2 separate regions of the Callithrix jacchus genome follow, and region 2 is linked to region 1. A link is a contact called in public Hi-C data. All regions are on one chromosome and are shown on one strand. Each heading gives the region's core, a stretch centred on a gene start, on an enhancer-like site or on the middle of the called end of the contact. The rest is flanking DNA. Distances are from core to core; before and after follow the strand shown. Region 1 holds the start of DENND2A (DENN domain containing 2A). Region 2 overlaps DENND2A (DENN domain containing 2A).

The links. A called contact is a pair of places that touch in the nucleus more often than the background predicts.
Region 2: a contact with region 1 is called in a Hi-C map of induced pluripotent stem cells, with 1.9 times the contacts expected there. The contact joins the enhancer-like site here to the promoter of DENND2A in region 1.

The regions. Positions count from the first base shown.
Region 1 is chr11:106,711,507-106,719,249 of calJac240_pri, forward strand. DENND2A (DENN domain containing 2A) reads left to right here and starts at 2,384. Exons shown (of 20, transcript XM_035254588.3): 1 at 2,384-2,627. It overlaps LOC144578246, which reads right to left. Exons shown (of 8, transcript XM_078341990.1): 2 at 3,083-4,000; 3 at 2,789-2,972; 4 at 2,479-2,623. The coding sequence ends at 2,920.
Region 2 is chr11:106,761,752-106,768,949 of calJac240_pri, forward strand. It overlaps DENND2A (DENN domain containing 2A), which reads left to right. Exons shown (of 20, transcript XM_035254588.3): 5 at 1,112-1,233. Among named protein-coding and RNA genes, the nearest start is that of DENND2A, 51 kb to the left of the region's middle. Within about 2 kb of position 5,375, at least 3 of the 16 cell types and tissues checked have an H3K27ac peak or open chromatin away from gene starts, as enhancers often do.

The sequences.
Region 1 (7,743 bases), core at 1,134-3,633:
AAATCAGCCAGGTGTAGTGGTGCACACCTGTAATCCCAACTACTCAGGAGGCCAAGGCATGAGAATAGCTTGAACCCAGGAGGCGGAGGTTGCAGTGAGCCGAGATTGTGCCACTGCACTCCAGCCTGGGCGACAGAGCAAGACTCTGTCTTAAATAAATAGGCTGGGTGCGGTAGATCACGCCTGTAATTCCAGCACTTTTGGAAGCCGAGATGGGTAGATCACCTGAGGTCAGGAGTTTGAGACCAGCCTGGCCAACCATGGTGAAACCCTGTCTCTACTAAAAATACAAAACTTAGCTGGGCATGGTGGTGGACTCCTGTAATCTCAGCTACATAGGAGGCTGAGGTAGGAGAAATCACTTGAACTTGGGAGGCAGCGGCTGCAGTGAGCCGAGACCACGCCACTGTATTCCATACTAGGTGACAGAGCGAGAGTCTGTCTCAAAAAAAAAAAGAATAAAAAAGATGAGGGAGTGGAAGAAAGTGGCAGCCTGTGGTTCAGGAGTTGTCACTAATGGGCTCCCCAGCTTCCTTTCTATCATGTCCACCTAAGATGCGACTAGAAATTTCAAAGCCACAAAATCCAAGGCAACTGAGCCATTTGTGCCTGGGGTTGGGGAAGGCAGCCAGCTGGGCTCTCTGCTCAACTGTTCTCTCTTGCATCTTCCCAGTTTGCTTTCTCTCTCTCTCTTTTTCTTTTTTCTATTTTTTTTTTTTTTTTTTTTTTGAGATGGAGTTTTGCTCTTGTTGCCCAGGCTGGAGTGCAAATGGCGCAATCTCGGCTCACTGCAACCTCTGCCTCTTAGGTTTAAGTGATTCTCCTGCCTCAGCCTCGCAAGTAGCTGACATTACAGGCACGTGCCACCACGCCCGGCTAATTTTTTATATTTTTAGTAGAGACAGGGTTTCTCCATGTTGGTCAGGGTGGTTTCAAAATCCCGACCTCAGGTGACCCGCCTGCCTCAGCCTCCCAAAGTGGTGGGATTACAGGCATGAGCCACCGTGCCCAGCAGTTTGCTTTCTTTTATGTTGTAGCCCTGGAAATAATTAACCCTCAAGAAGTCAAGTCTTGGCCAGGCATGGTGGCACACACCTATAATCCCAACACTTTGGGAGGCTAAGTCAGGAGGATCACTTGAGACCTGGAGTTCAAGACTAGCTTGGGCAACATAGCAAGACCTACAAAAAATAAAAAAGTTAGCTGACTATGACGGCACACATCTATAGTCCTCCCTACTTAGAAGGCTGAGGTGGGAGATTGCTTGAGCCCAGAAGTTCGAGGCTGCAGTGAGCTATGATCGCACCACTGCACGCCATTTTGGTGACAGACTGAGACTCTGCCTCAAAAAAAGAGGCAGCCAGGCCTCTGATCTTTATTTAGAAAGTGAAAATTTCACTGGCAAAAAAAGAAAAAGAAAGCGAAAACTTATGGAATAACGTTTCAGCAAACAAAACAATAATTTAAATACTTACACTTAAAAAAAAAAGCTTGCACTTTGCAAATGCATGTTCTAAAAGTTGACTATGCTTAGTTAAAATGGGTATGTCAGGCCGGGCGCGGTGGCTCAAGCCTGTAATCCCAGCACTTTGGGAGGCCGAGGCGGGTGGATCACGAGGTCAAGAGATCGAGACCATCCTGGTCAACATGGTGAAACCCCGTCTCTACTAAAAATACAAAAATTAGCTGGGCGTGGTGGCTCACGCCTGTAATCCCAGCTACTCGGGAGGCTGAGGCAGGAGAATTGCCTGAACCCAGGAGGCGGAGGTTGCGGTGAGCCAAGATTGTGCCATTGCACTCCAGCCTGGGTAACAAGAGCGAAACTCCGTCTCAAAAAAAAAAAAAAAAAAATGGGTATGTCATGAGGAGTTTAACGAACAAGCCCTAGAAAAGCTTCAGAGAGCTCCCAGAACGCGTAAACCTCAGCTGAGAAGAAAACAGAGCTTTTTTTCCTGTGACTTTGAACTAGTCCCTCAAATTTCAGGTGCCCAGTCTGTAGGCACTGCCTGGGAAGTATTACGTCATTACATCCAGTCTTTGATTTGTCACTGTCTCCCTCCTGCCTTTCCCTCTCGTGCACTCTCCTGTGGATTTGTAAGGCTAAGCTTCTCCTCTCTTTCTTCCCCCTTTGCCTGAACTTTAGGCCTCTTTGCCATTCCTCAAACCGTGGCTCCCAGCCCTTCTGGAAGTCCCTGAGCTAAAGCCGAGGATGGCCTTCTTCTGGTGTAGACACGGACCTGAAGCTTGCTCCCAACGCCTGCAGATCACCCTGCCAGGCCGCCCTCCCAGTCATCAGGTCACTGCTCTGCTCAAAAACTTAACGTCCCCCCTCTTGAAATCCAGCCAAGCCTACCCATCAGACCTGATTCACCACTTGGTCCTCACTCAGCTGTTTCTGAAATGCCTGGCCTCTGCTTCCGGCCTCTGCTGGTGCCTTTCCCTTCTCAGAACCCTTTCCTTTCCCCCACTTTCCCCCACCTATGTAGATCTGTTCAGCGTTCCTGGCCCGGTCAAAGCTCCAGGGAGCTTCCTCGAATGCCCCAACCGGTATTCCAGAGCGCCTTCCCGGCAGGACTTCTGCTGGGCACCCCGCATCGTGCAGTCTGCGTTCCTTGACAGTGTCCTGCGTGAGTGGGGACAGCGGGTCTATGGAGTCACTTCTCCTCTTGGAAGCTTTTCCTGACCACCTCCCTCCCCACCCGGTCTGGGAGCCCTTCAGCAGGTCGCTGGGCCCTGGGCCCTCCCCGGCCCCCATCACCCTCACCGCCCGTCTCAGGACTGTCATTACCCCGGCCCGACGGCAAGCTGCCTGGGGCAACGGCGGCGCCAGCCTCGCTGTCCCGGGTGCCCCGGCCCGGGCTCAGGGCCGAAAGTGTGTTCACCGCCTGGAGTGAGCGGGGCCGGGCGTGGGGCAGCCGCTCAGAGTCCAGGTCTCAACCCCGGGCCGGGCGCACCTCGCGAATCCGCCGGGCCTGGGTGGAAAGGAGCCGGCGCGCGGCGGGCATCCTCCCTGGAAGGGTTAAGCCACCTCTCCCCCACCCCGGGAAGCGAGGGGGCGAGTCCGGCAGAAGGTCCTGTTTACCGCGGCTCCGCGCGGGGCCCGGCCCTGGGAGAGGGGTTGCTGTGGCAACAGGCCCGGGCGCCCGCCAGCTGCGGATTAGCTCACTGGGCCGGGCGGGATGGGTCGGGAGGAGGGGGCGTGCGTCGCACAGATCGTCGCGGAGCCGCGGGAGGAGGAGGAGGCCGGGGCGGCGGGCGAGCCTGCGCTGAGCCGACCGAGGGAAGCGCGCCGCCGGGGCCGGGGGCGGGGGGGACCCCACGGGAGCGCGTGCGCGGCGGGGACCCCAGGGGCTTGCGGGCGGCAGTGGGAGGCTCGGCGGACAAAAGGGCGGAGGGCGGAGGGCCATGGCGTCCCCTGCCCCCGCCGCCGCCCGCCCCCGCGCCGCGCCGCCAGCCGTCCCAGCCCGCCCCAGAGACCCCGAGATGCGCCCCGGAGCCCGCGGAACCGCTGTTCGCGGGGAGGTAGGGCCGGCCGGGCCGGGCAGGGGGGTGCGGGGTCGAGCTGGGGAGGGAAAGGGGACGAAGGAGGGAACGCACGCGGAGGGAGGAAACGGCTCGAGCGGTCCGAGCCCTGACGGGGGAAGCGGCTCTGCGAACGGGAGCCCGAGTTCCCGCGTGCGGCCGGGGAGCCGGGGGCCGTCCCGCCTGATCCTGGGACTTGTGCAAAGCGCGGTCCAGACGTCCCTCTCGGGCTGACTCCCGGGGCTGAGCCCGGACGCCGCCGTCCCGCACCTCCGGGACCTGCAGAAACTTGGCAGACCCCCGCCCTGCGCTGTACTGGGTCCCCCGGGGCGCGAGAGTGTGTGTGCGCGTGTGCGCGCGCGCGTGTGTCTGAGCGACTGTATGTGTGTGTGCTCGCGCGTGTATCTGTGTGCGAGTGTCTGTGAGTGCCTGTGTGTGTGCGAGTGTGTGTGCGCGTGCAAGCGAGGGGAATCGGCGGCTGAGCACCCGAGCCCCCTTTTCAGCCGTCAACATTTGCAGCCTTGAGAAAGCAAGAAGGTAAAGATGACTGAATGCTCTTACTTCTTCCACTTTGTCCCCAAGGGTGGAGTTGGGAGAAGATGGAGCCCAGGGGAAGTCTCTTATCAACACAGGACACAGTCGTATTAGGAGAGTCACAGAGATCAGGGTGAGACCACGCAGTAGAGCCAGACCTCAGCCGTGGAATCTTGTCCTGGGGGGGCCTGGGACAGGAAGCAGGAGGGCTCTCCAGGGGCGTAGATTGGGTAAGGGAAGTGCAGTGACCCTGGCTTAACCAGCTGGTGCTGACTTCCAGCTGCTGTTCAGATGCGATTCAGGGATGTGGCTTCCGCAAGGTTCCAAATGACATGGGGGGTAAACAGTGTTCTAATAGGCGTGCTACAATAATCGTGTTAGTAAACTCTTACACCCTCTGTGGTTACCACATAAAAGAAGAGAAAGAAATTCCTTCTCTTTACATCATCAAATACCAGATACCAAAAGAGTGGAGTAGACAGTCTTTGGGTGGGCAGCATGGAATGGAGCAGAGCTCCGAGAGGAAGTGTGTGTGAGTGTGCAAATGTCTGTGTGTGAGTGAGTGGATGTGTGTCAGAGACAGTTTCTGAGGCCCGGTTATGAAAACGCTGGCAGGAGGCTGGCTTCCAGTTTTTTTGTTTTTTTATTTTTATTTTTTGAGACGGAGTCTTGCTCTGTCACCCAAGCTGGAGTGTGGTGGCTCAGTCTCGGCTCCCTGCAACCTTCACCCCCTGAGTTCAAACGATTCTCCTGCCTCAGCCTCCCCAGTAGCTGGGATTACAGGCACCTGCCATCACGCCCCGATAATTTTTGTATTTTTGGTAGAGACAGGGTTTCACCATGTTGACCAGGCTCCTCTCAAACTCCTGACCTCAGGTGATCTGCCCCTTGGCTTCCCAAAGTGCTGGGATTACAGGCGTGAGCCACTGTGCCTGGCCTCCCTTTATTCTGGAAGATTAATAAAATCCTGTGTCATGTATTCTATTCATCCCTTTAAACAGCTCTGTGTGCTAGGCGTGCGTGCTAGACATCAGTGGCACAGAGAGGAATGAGACTTCCCTCATCCTTCCAGAAACACCATCCTAGCTGACTAGTCAGACAAAAAAGCAAAACCAGTCCTGGCCCAGCATGGCTGTGAGGGCTGCATAGCATAGAGCTAGGTCAGCCCAGAGAGGAGCTGCTGTAGGGAAGCCCCACAGAGTAGGTGATGCTTGAGCTAAGCCCTGAAAACTGCCTCACCAAGGAAACAGCAAGGAAAGTTATTTCAGGCTGAAAGAACAGCAAATGCAAAGTCACCAAGAGGGTCTAGCAGAGGCCAGTGAGTGAGTGGCCGCAGGTTGCTGAATGTTAGTGTATCCTGGGAAGAGGTGAGGCGGGGGCTGTTAGGGCAGAGGCATAGGGAGGGAAGGACTCCTTCTGCTTGTGGGGTGGGGAGGCCTGGAGGAGGAGTAGACCAAGGCCTTTTGCAACACCCAGGCCAGAATTATTGAGGAGCAGGAGAAGCTGAAAGGATGCCAGAGATCAAGAGGCAGGACCTGGTGACTAGTTTGGGCACAGAGTGTGATAACTTAGACTAAAACCAACTCAGAAATGCTCAGGAGAAAACAAAACAGAGTGAAAGGAATGCGGACCTTCCGAGCAGCCTGTGTATAGCAGATTACAACACTTGGACAACACATTTGGCTGTAAGTTTTCTGGCAGCTTAGGGACAAACAAAAATACACTGGGTTGCATGGTTTGGGATTTTGGACAACAGAAAGCATACAAATTAATTCTCAGAACAAAATTGTTCCTGGAATTGAAATCAACTGGGAATTTATCATGTGGAACTTTATGTGAAGACTAAAGAGTGACATAGAAAAAAAATCCTCATTGCTGGTGTTGCAAAAGATGGGAAGATAAAACCCCCATCACTGCCTTCCTCTACCATCCTCTTATGTCTAGGGGACTGAACTGCACTTCCATGAGGGCTGGGTGTCATCTTAGGGTGTGGAGTCAGGGGAATCCTGTACAGAGGAGACAGTGGTCCCTCGAGTATGGGAAGAGCTGACACCCATCTCCGTGAATGTAGAGAGCAAGGCATCCGGGGTGCTCAGCCATGAAAAGAAGGCTCATCATAGTATAGCCCAGAGAGGGGTGGGCTGGGACTCTGGTCTGGAGAAGGGGACGGGTAGGGCATAGCATGTATGGAAGAGCCAGCATCCAGGAATCCTGACCCCCCCAGGGAAACAGGCAGGGAGAATGGGCACAGCATTGTAGGATTCCATTCATATGGGCAAGTCCACTCTCCAGGGTGGTCCCGGTCTTTCTGCCTCCGGAGTTTATGTAGAGCCTCCATCTAAAAGGGTAGGTAAAGGGTGGGACACAGGAGACCAGAGATCCTCTTCAGGAGACCATGAGGAATTTGCAGAGGAACCAGGAGTGGGAGCTGAGAACTCGGGGGTCCTGCAGACTCAGGCGCAGATCTCCTGGGCAGGCCCTACCCTTTGGTTTCTGCGGAAGGCAGAGAACCTACAGAATCTGCATCCATACACTGCTAATGTGTTTTAACTCTCAACTTTAAACTACTTCTTACAAATTATAGCTGTCTTAAATTAACATTCAGTAGGTGTGGGATTCTACCCCTTTAATCACATTGCTTAACGTTTTTATCTTGGGGTGCACATTAAAATATACATTTAAATGCTGGGAGGAGAGTTTGAGACCAGCCTGGGCAACATAGCAAGACACCATCTCTACAAAAAAATAAAAGAGATTGGCCAAGCACAGCGGCTCATGCCTGTAATCTCAACGCTTTGGGAGGCCAAGGCGGGCAGATCACTTGAGGTCACAAGTTTGAGACCAACCTGGCCAACCTGTCTCTACTTAAAATACAAAAATTAGCCAGGCGTGGTGGTGCATGCCTATAATCCCAGCTACTTGGGAGGCTGAGGCAGGAGAATTGCTTGAACCTGGGAGGCGGAGGTTGTAGTGAGCCAAGATTGTGTCACTTCATTCCAGCCTGGGTGACAGAGCAAGACTCCATTTCAAAAAATAAATGAATAAAAGAAATTAACCACACAGTGGCACATGCCTGTAGTCCCAGCTACTCAGGAGACTGAGGCGGGAGGATCACTTGAGCACAAGGAGGTTGAGGCTGCAGTGAGCTATGATTGTGCCACTGCAGTCCAGCTTGGGTGACAGTGACACCCTATGTCAAACAAAGACAAAAAACAAACCAACCAAAAATGCTGGGGGAGGAGATTTAAAAACAACTGATACCCGAGGCCAATTAAATCAAATCTCTAAGAGTGGGTCCTGGTGCCAGTATTCTTTTAAGGTCCCCAGATTGATTTTAAGGTACAGCTGAGATAGAGAGTGGCTGCTCCAGCAGTCACCTCTAAAGAACCCATCACAGGGAGGGACAGAAACCCAGATTCCAAAAGATCCCGGATGGGGTACATGGGATGCCTCACAGATCCTCAGAAATGGACAAGGCTGGCCCTGCTTGTGCCTGGTGTTCCACATAGTCTCCTGGGCTCCTGGTCTGGCTGCTTCTCCCCTGAGGTCTTTGCCGGCCCCTCCTCTGTTCCTTCTGGCAGTCACCTTGCTGAAGACTGGGGATTAGGGGTTGCTTCCCTGGAGCTGCCCTGGATTGCTCTTTTTTGGAGAGATTCTAGTGAAACTGCTTTTCCATGGGTTCGTTGT
Region 2 (7,198 bases), core at 4,125-6,624, 53 kb after region 1:
GGCTATATATAGACATATGTGCATGTAATCATCAATATTAGAAAACACAGGAGGAGGAAATAGAAGACTTCAGGAAGGGCAGATATTTAGCTAAGCAATTGGAATTGCACCTGTGTCCAGGATACTGGCGATGGGCTCCTGCCAATAGCAGGATTCCCAGATCTAAAATGGGAGAGAGAGAGATATGGACTTCTTTTAGCAGTGACTGCCTAAGAGGATGCTTTCAGTTATAAGAAACAGAAAACCAAACCATCGGCTTGTGTGACCAGAACTACTGGCGGCTTTTCTTTCTTCTATTTCTTTCTTTCTTTTTTTTTTTTTTTTTTTTTTTAGACAGGGATTACAATCTCAGATCACTGCTTCCTCCACCTCCCAGGTTCATGTGAATCCACTGCCTCAGCCTCCTGAGTAGCTGGGATTACAGGCACCTGCCACCACACCCAGCTAATTTTTGTGGGTTTTTTTTTTTAAGTAGAAACGGGATTTTGCCACATCGCCTAGGCTAGTCTCAAACTCCTGGGCTCAGGTGATCCACCTGCTTCAGCCTCCCAAAGTCCTGAAATTACAGGTGTGAGCCACCGCACCCAGCCTCCTTCCTCCGTTTCTTACCTCTCAAGTTAGCCTTATTCTCAGCAGGCTTCCCAGGGCACAGTGGCTGCCACCAGCTCCCTGGAATCCAAATCTTCCTGGTGGAGAGAAGAGCTTTTCTCCTGCAGGTCCCAGCAGAGATCCTGAGGTTCACCCTCCCTAGACCAGTGGAGGCCCTTTGTTCACCTTTGGAACCCAGGGGTGCCACGCTGTGATATCCTCTTAGGCTTAGAATATGAGCCCTCCCCTGAACTGATCACTGAGGCAGGTACTGGGATACTTAGACTAGCTAAAGCACTGGAACTGAGAGTGCAGCTGATCTCCTGTGGCCACGAATGAGGAGATGGAGAGGTAACCCAGTGAAATCAGGGACTACTACAAGAGCAGGGGCGCATGGATGGCAAAACAGCAGCTCTCACTACAAGGACAGACACAGGAGGGACCAAGATGCTGACCTCAGCGTTCCAAAAAGGAAAATGTCCCCAGTGTTCCCAGGTTCCTGACGCATTGCCTTTGAACACAGATCCACCAATGAAGGAGAACCCTTATGAGGACGTCGAGTTACATGGTCGCTGCCTGGGGAAGAAGTGTGTCTTGAACTTTCCTGCTTCTCCCACTTCTTCCATCCCTGACACAACCGCCAAGGTAAGAGTCACCTGGGAGTGGTGGCAGGAGAGGGGGCCCCAGCACAGTGGCTTTGAGCACACTGGAGTTCTGACTGGCACTGGAATTCTAGGCTACCCCTGCCCGCCCTGCCAGGCTCCTGGATTTGTCTATCGTTAGCTGAGTGGTCTTCCTGTCTCTAGTTCTCTTGGAGCCCCTATGCTCAAAAAAGCTTCCTTTTATATATATATATATATATATATATATATATATATATATATATATTTTTTTTTTTTTTTTTTTTTTTTTTTTTATCGTACTTTAGGTTCTAGGGTACATGTGCAGACTATGCAGGATTGTTGCATAGGTACATACGTGGCAATGTGGTTTGCTGCCTCCATCCCCCCGTCACCTATATCTGGCATATCTCCCTATGTTATGCCTCCCCAACTCCCTACCCCCATGCTGTCCCCTCTTAGTCCCCCACAACAGACCCCAGTGTGTGATCCTCCCCTCCCTGTGTCCATGTGTTCTCATCGTTCAACACCCGCCTATGAGTGAGAACATGCAGTATTTGATTTTCTGTTCTTGTGTCACTTTGCTGAGAATGATTTCCAGATTCATCCATGTCCCTATAAAGAATACGAACTCATCATTTTTGATGGCTGCATAGTATTCCAATGGTGTATATGTGCCATAATTTCCTTGTCTAGTCTATCGTTGACGGGCATTTGGGTTGGTTCCAGGTCTTTGTTATTGTAAATAGTGCCGCAGTGAACATACATGTGCATGTGTTTTTATAATAGAACAATTTATAATCCTTTGGATATATACCCAGTAATGGGATTGCTGGGTCAAATGGAATTTCTATTTCTAGGTCCTTGAGGAATCGCCACACTGTCTTCCACAATGGTTGAACTAATTTACACTCCCACCAGCAGTGTAAAAGTGTTCCTATTTCTCCACATCCTCTCCAGCATCTGTTGTCTCCAGATTTTTTAATGATCGCCATTCTAACTGGCATGAGATGGTATCTGAAAGTAGTTTTGATTTGCATTTCTCTTATGACCAGTGATGATGAGCATTTTTTCATATGTTTTTTGGCCTTATATATGTCTTCTTTTGAAAAGTATCTGTTCATGTCCTTCGCCCACTTTTGAATGGGTTTGTTTGTTTTTTTCTTGTAAATCTGTTTTAGTTCTTTGTAGATTCTGGATAAAGCTTCTTAAAATACCGTTGAGCTTCTGGCTCAGAAACCTCTTCAAACTGGATAAATAAAAGATGGTCCATATGCCTCATACGACTGTTAAAATGTCCTAACATAGAGCAAACTCTAAGATACAAGAGCAGTAGTTTTAAAGTAATTTACCATTTGTGGGGTTTTGTTGTTTTAATTGAGCCTGGGTGTTGTCGCTCTGTCACCCAGGCTGTAGTACAGTGGTGTAATCGTGGCTCACTGTAGCCTCAAACTCCCAGACTCAATCAGTCCTCCCACCTCAGCCTTCTAATTACTGGGATACAGGCACATGCCACCAGCCCAGCTAATTTTTGTGGTTTTTTTTTTTTGAGACTGGGTTTCACCATGTTGGCCAGGCTGGTCTCGAACTCCTGACCTTAAGTGATTCACCTACCTCAGCCTCCCAAAGTGTTAGGATTACAGGCGTGAGCCACTGCGCCCAACCTGGACGCTGAAATTTGAATTTTGTATTAATTGTCACTTGTCATGAAATATTATTTATTTTTCCAACCATTTAAAAATGTAAAAGTTATTCTTAAGTCATGGCTTGTACAAAAACAAGTGGTGGGCCAGATGTGGCCCACAGGCCAAAATTTGCCAACACCTGTGCTAGGTCATTTTTACCTCTGCCCTTGGCTCTCGCCCGGACCTCTCCCCTTCCTCTGAGGCCCGGTTCAATCATGCATCCTTGAAGAAGCCTCTCCAGCCTTCCCAATCCCTGGGGCTTCTTCCTCTCTGATCATCTTTAACACTCAGTGGGTTAAACCATTTCTCACCAAACTGTATACTGCATTATGACATATCTTAAATTGAGTTGAGTTGTGATTTGTTATCTAATATCTAATATCTCTCTCTTTCTTGTTTTGTTCGTATTTTGAGACAGAGTCTTGCTCTGTCGCCAGGCTGGAGTGCAGTGGTGCAATCTCGGCTCACTGCAACCTTCACCTTCTGGTTCAAGTGATTCTTCACCTTAGCCTCCTGTGTAGCTGAGATTACAGGCATGTGCCACCATGCCCCGCTAATTTTTGTATTTTTTGGTAGATATGGGGGTTTCACCATGTTGGCCAAGCTGATCTTGAACTCCTAACCTCAAGTGATCCACTCACTTCGGCCTCCCTAAGTGCTGGGATTACGGGTGAGAGCCACCATGCACAGCCTTAATATATCTTAAAAACATCTCCCCAACTAGATTATAAATCCCTCAAGGCCAAAGTGAATGTATTCTAGATCTAAGAAGAGAGAAGGAAAGAAAAGGAAGGAAAGGAGGGAGGGAAAGGAAGGAAATGAAAGAAGAAAGATAGAAAGAGGTATATATTCTGTTTCTTTGGTTTTCAAAAGGTATATATTCTAGATCTAAAAAGAAAGAAAAAGTGAGAGAGATGAAAGAAAGAAAGAAAGAAAGAAAGAAAGAAAGAAAGAAAGAAAGAAAGAGAGGTATATATTCTATTTCTTTGGTTTTTCCATAAGGCCTAGCATATATTCTAGATCGAGAGAGAGAGAGAAGAGAGAGAAAAAAAGAAAAAGAAAGAAAGAGAAGAAAAAAAGAAAAAGAAAGAAAGAGAAGAAAGAAAGAAAAAGAAAGAAAGAGGGAGGTACATATTCTATTTCTTTGGTAGTTTTACAATATTTGGTAGAAGAACTTAAATTAAGGAAGTCCAAGTAGTAGCTGCAAAGATCAAGTTAAATCTCCTTGCAAGGCTCTGTTTCCAGCCTAAGAAAAGCAGTTGTCTTCCTGTCTCAGCCCCACAGGGGCAGCATCACTGGCAGGGGGGCTGGCTCCACCTGAGCCTGTCTTCTGTGCTTGATGGCCATAAAGGGCTGCTTCCTGCCACCAGCCTTCTGGAAAAGGTGAAGGAACAACCTGTCCCAAAGATGGATCTTACAGACCCAGATAAATCACTCCAATACTTGTCTGCACTGTAACAGTTAACTGCCATTTCCCTTCTCATATGGAAAAGGGTGTCATCATGAATAATCCATGGCAACTGACAATTAGCAAATACTTCCTGCTTGCCTTGGAAATGTGCTGTTCGTGTTTTCGTTAGAATAGAGATGTCTTCAACATTTAGGAAATCCTTCATTTCCCATGGCAGAGAAGCCTGACTTAGAGGAAGAAAGCAAACGGTCACACCTGGTCTGTCCCCTTCAGGTCCTACCTGGCTCCCCACTTCATGCAGCGAGTGAACTGCATCACCCCTGAGGAACAGTGAAAAGCATCTGCCCAGGCCAAGCGCAGTGGCTCACGCCTGTAATCCTAGCACTTTGGGAGGCCAAGGCAGGTGTTTCACCTGAGGTCAGGAGTTTGAGATCAGTCTGGTCAACATGGTGAAACCTCGTCTCTACTAAAAATACAAAAAATTAGCTGGGCATGGTGGTGCGTGCCTGTAATCCCAGCTACTCAGGAGGCTGAGGCAGGAGAATTGCCTGAACCCAGGAGGCAGAGGTTGCAGTGAGCCGAGATCGTGCCATTGCACTCCAGCCTGGATAACAAGAGCGAAACTCCGTCTCAAAAAAAAAAAAAAAAAAAATATCTGGGCATGGTGGCAGGCGCCTATAGTCCTAGTTACTCAGGAGGCTGGGGCAGGAGAATCACTTGAACTTGGGGTACAGTGTTGCAGTCAGCCAAGATCAGGCCACCTCACTCCAACCTGGGTCAAAGAGCGAAACTCCCTCAGAAAACAAAAGCAAAAACATTTGCCTAAGGCAGTTCTGCATTCCTGGCGCTCCTCCCTGATACCAGGAAATAAAGGCTTACCAACCCTTTTCTTCCTGTCCCTGCTGGGTTGGAAAAAACCTAGAGCATCTGCCACCAAAGCAGCTAAGCCCAGGAGGTGAGAATGTCAGCAAGAACTTAACATCCGGCTCTATCTGAATCTGTCCTGAAAAAAGAGGATCCAGTTGTCCAAAGCCCATGTCTGATTGCCAGTTATCCTTGCAGACCCTCAGCGGGACACTGTGTCCATGCTCATTACTCTGCTCGTTCACATCTGGGTGTCTGCTGTGTGCCCCGTTCTGGGGGACAGCCACAGCCTTCATCACTTCCTCCATTAGCTCATCAGATATTCATGGAGCATCTGCTGCATCTGGCCTGCATCTGGGACCCTAGAACTTGCAGGAGCAGTCCCTCCACGTGACCTCCCCTACCAGCCGCTGAGAGATCCTAAGCCATCTTCGGGATGTTCATTTCATTAGGCCACGCCTAGTTATTCCAGTCACTCGAATTTCCATTGGAGAGGGAAGGGCTGGTTGGATAGACTCTCCTTAGAAAGGACCAACTGTGCAGCTGGAGACAGATACTACTGCTGCTGAACGCAAAGTGCAAGCTCCTGAAAGGGACTGTTTTCTTTTCTTGCTACACATCACCCACCATTTCTTTTCTTTTTTTTTTTGAAACTGAATTTCACTGTTGTTACCAGGCTGGAGTGCAATGGCGCGATCTCAGCTCACCGCAACCTCCGCCTCCTGGGTTCAGACAATTCTCCTGCCTCAGCCTCCTGAATAGCTGGGATTACAGGTACACACCACCATGCCCAGCTAATTTTTCATATTTTTAGTAGAGACAGGGTTTCACCATGTTGACCAGGATGGTCTCGATCTCTTGACCTCGTGATCCACCCGCCTCAGCCTCCCAAAGTGCTGGGATTACAGGCTTGAGTCACCATGCCCGGCCCATTTCTTTTTTTTTTGAGACACATTCTCCCTGTTGCCCAGGCTGAAGTGCAGTGGCGTGATCTCAGCTCACTGCTCACTACAAGGTCCGCCTCCCAGTTCCAAGTGACTCCCGTGCCTCAGCCTCTAAGTAGCTGGGATTATAGGCACAGGCCACCACCAGCTAAATTTTTTGTATTTTTAGTAGAGGCAGGATTTGACCTTGCTGGCCAGGCTGGTCTCGAACTCCTGACCTCAAGTGATATCTGCCCGCCTCAGCCTCCCAAAGTGCTGGGATTACAGATATGAGCCATTGCACCCAGCCTATATTTCTCAATATATGTTCTTTTTAAAAATAACGGCTGGGTGCGGGGGTCCATGCCTGTAATCCTAGCACTGTGGGAAGCCAAGGTTGTAGGATTCCTTGAGGCCGGGCATTCAAGACCAACCTGGTCAACATAGTAAGACCCCATCTCTACAAAAAAATTTAAAAATTAGACAGGCATGGTGGTGCACACCTGTAGTCTTAGCTACTCAGGAGGCTGACATGGAAGATTCACTCTAACCCCAGAGTTCAAGGCTACAGTGGGCTATTTTTGTGCCACAGCTTTCCAGAATGAGAGCTTGTCTCCAAAATTAAATAAATAAATAAATAAAAATAATCTTTTTTTCTGAAAACATTCTAATTATAAAAGTTTTTCACCGGGCACGGTGGCTCATGCCTGTAATCCCAGCACTTTGGGAGGCCGAGGAGGGTGGATCACGAGATCAAGAGATCGAGACCATCCTGGTCAACAAGGTGAAACCCCGTCTCTACTAAAAATACAAAAATTAGCTGGGTATGGTGGTGCGCGCCTGTAATCCCAGCTACTCAGGAGGCTGAGGCAGGAGAATTGCTTGAACCCAGAAGGCGGAGGTTGCGGTGAGCCGAGATCGTGCCATTGCACTCCAGCCTGGGTAACAACAGCGAAACTCCGTCTTGAGAGAAAAAAAAAAAAGAAAAGAAAGTTTTTCTAGTTACATGATACAGAATAAATGTTTCAATTACTGAAAAGTGTAATGAAGAAAATATAACTCATCCACAATTGGGGAATTTTACTTTTCTTTGTGCTTGTATTTTCT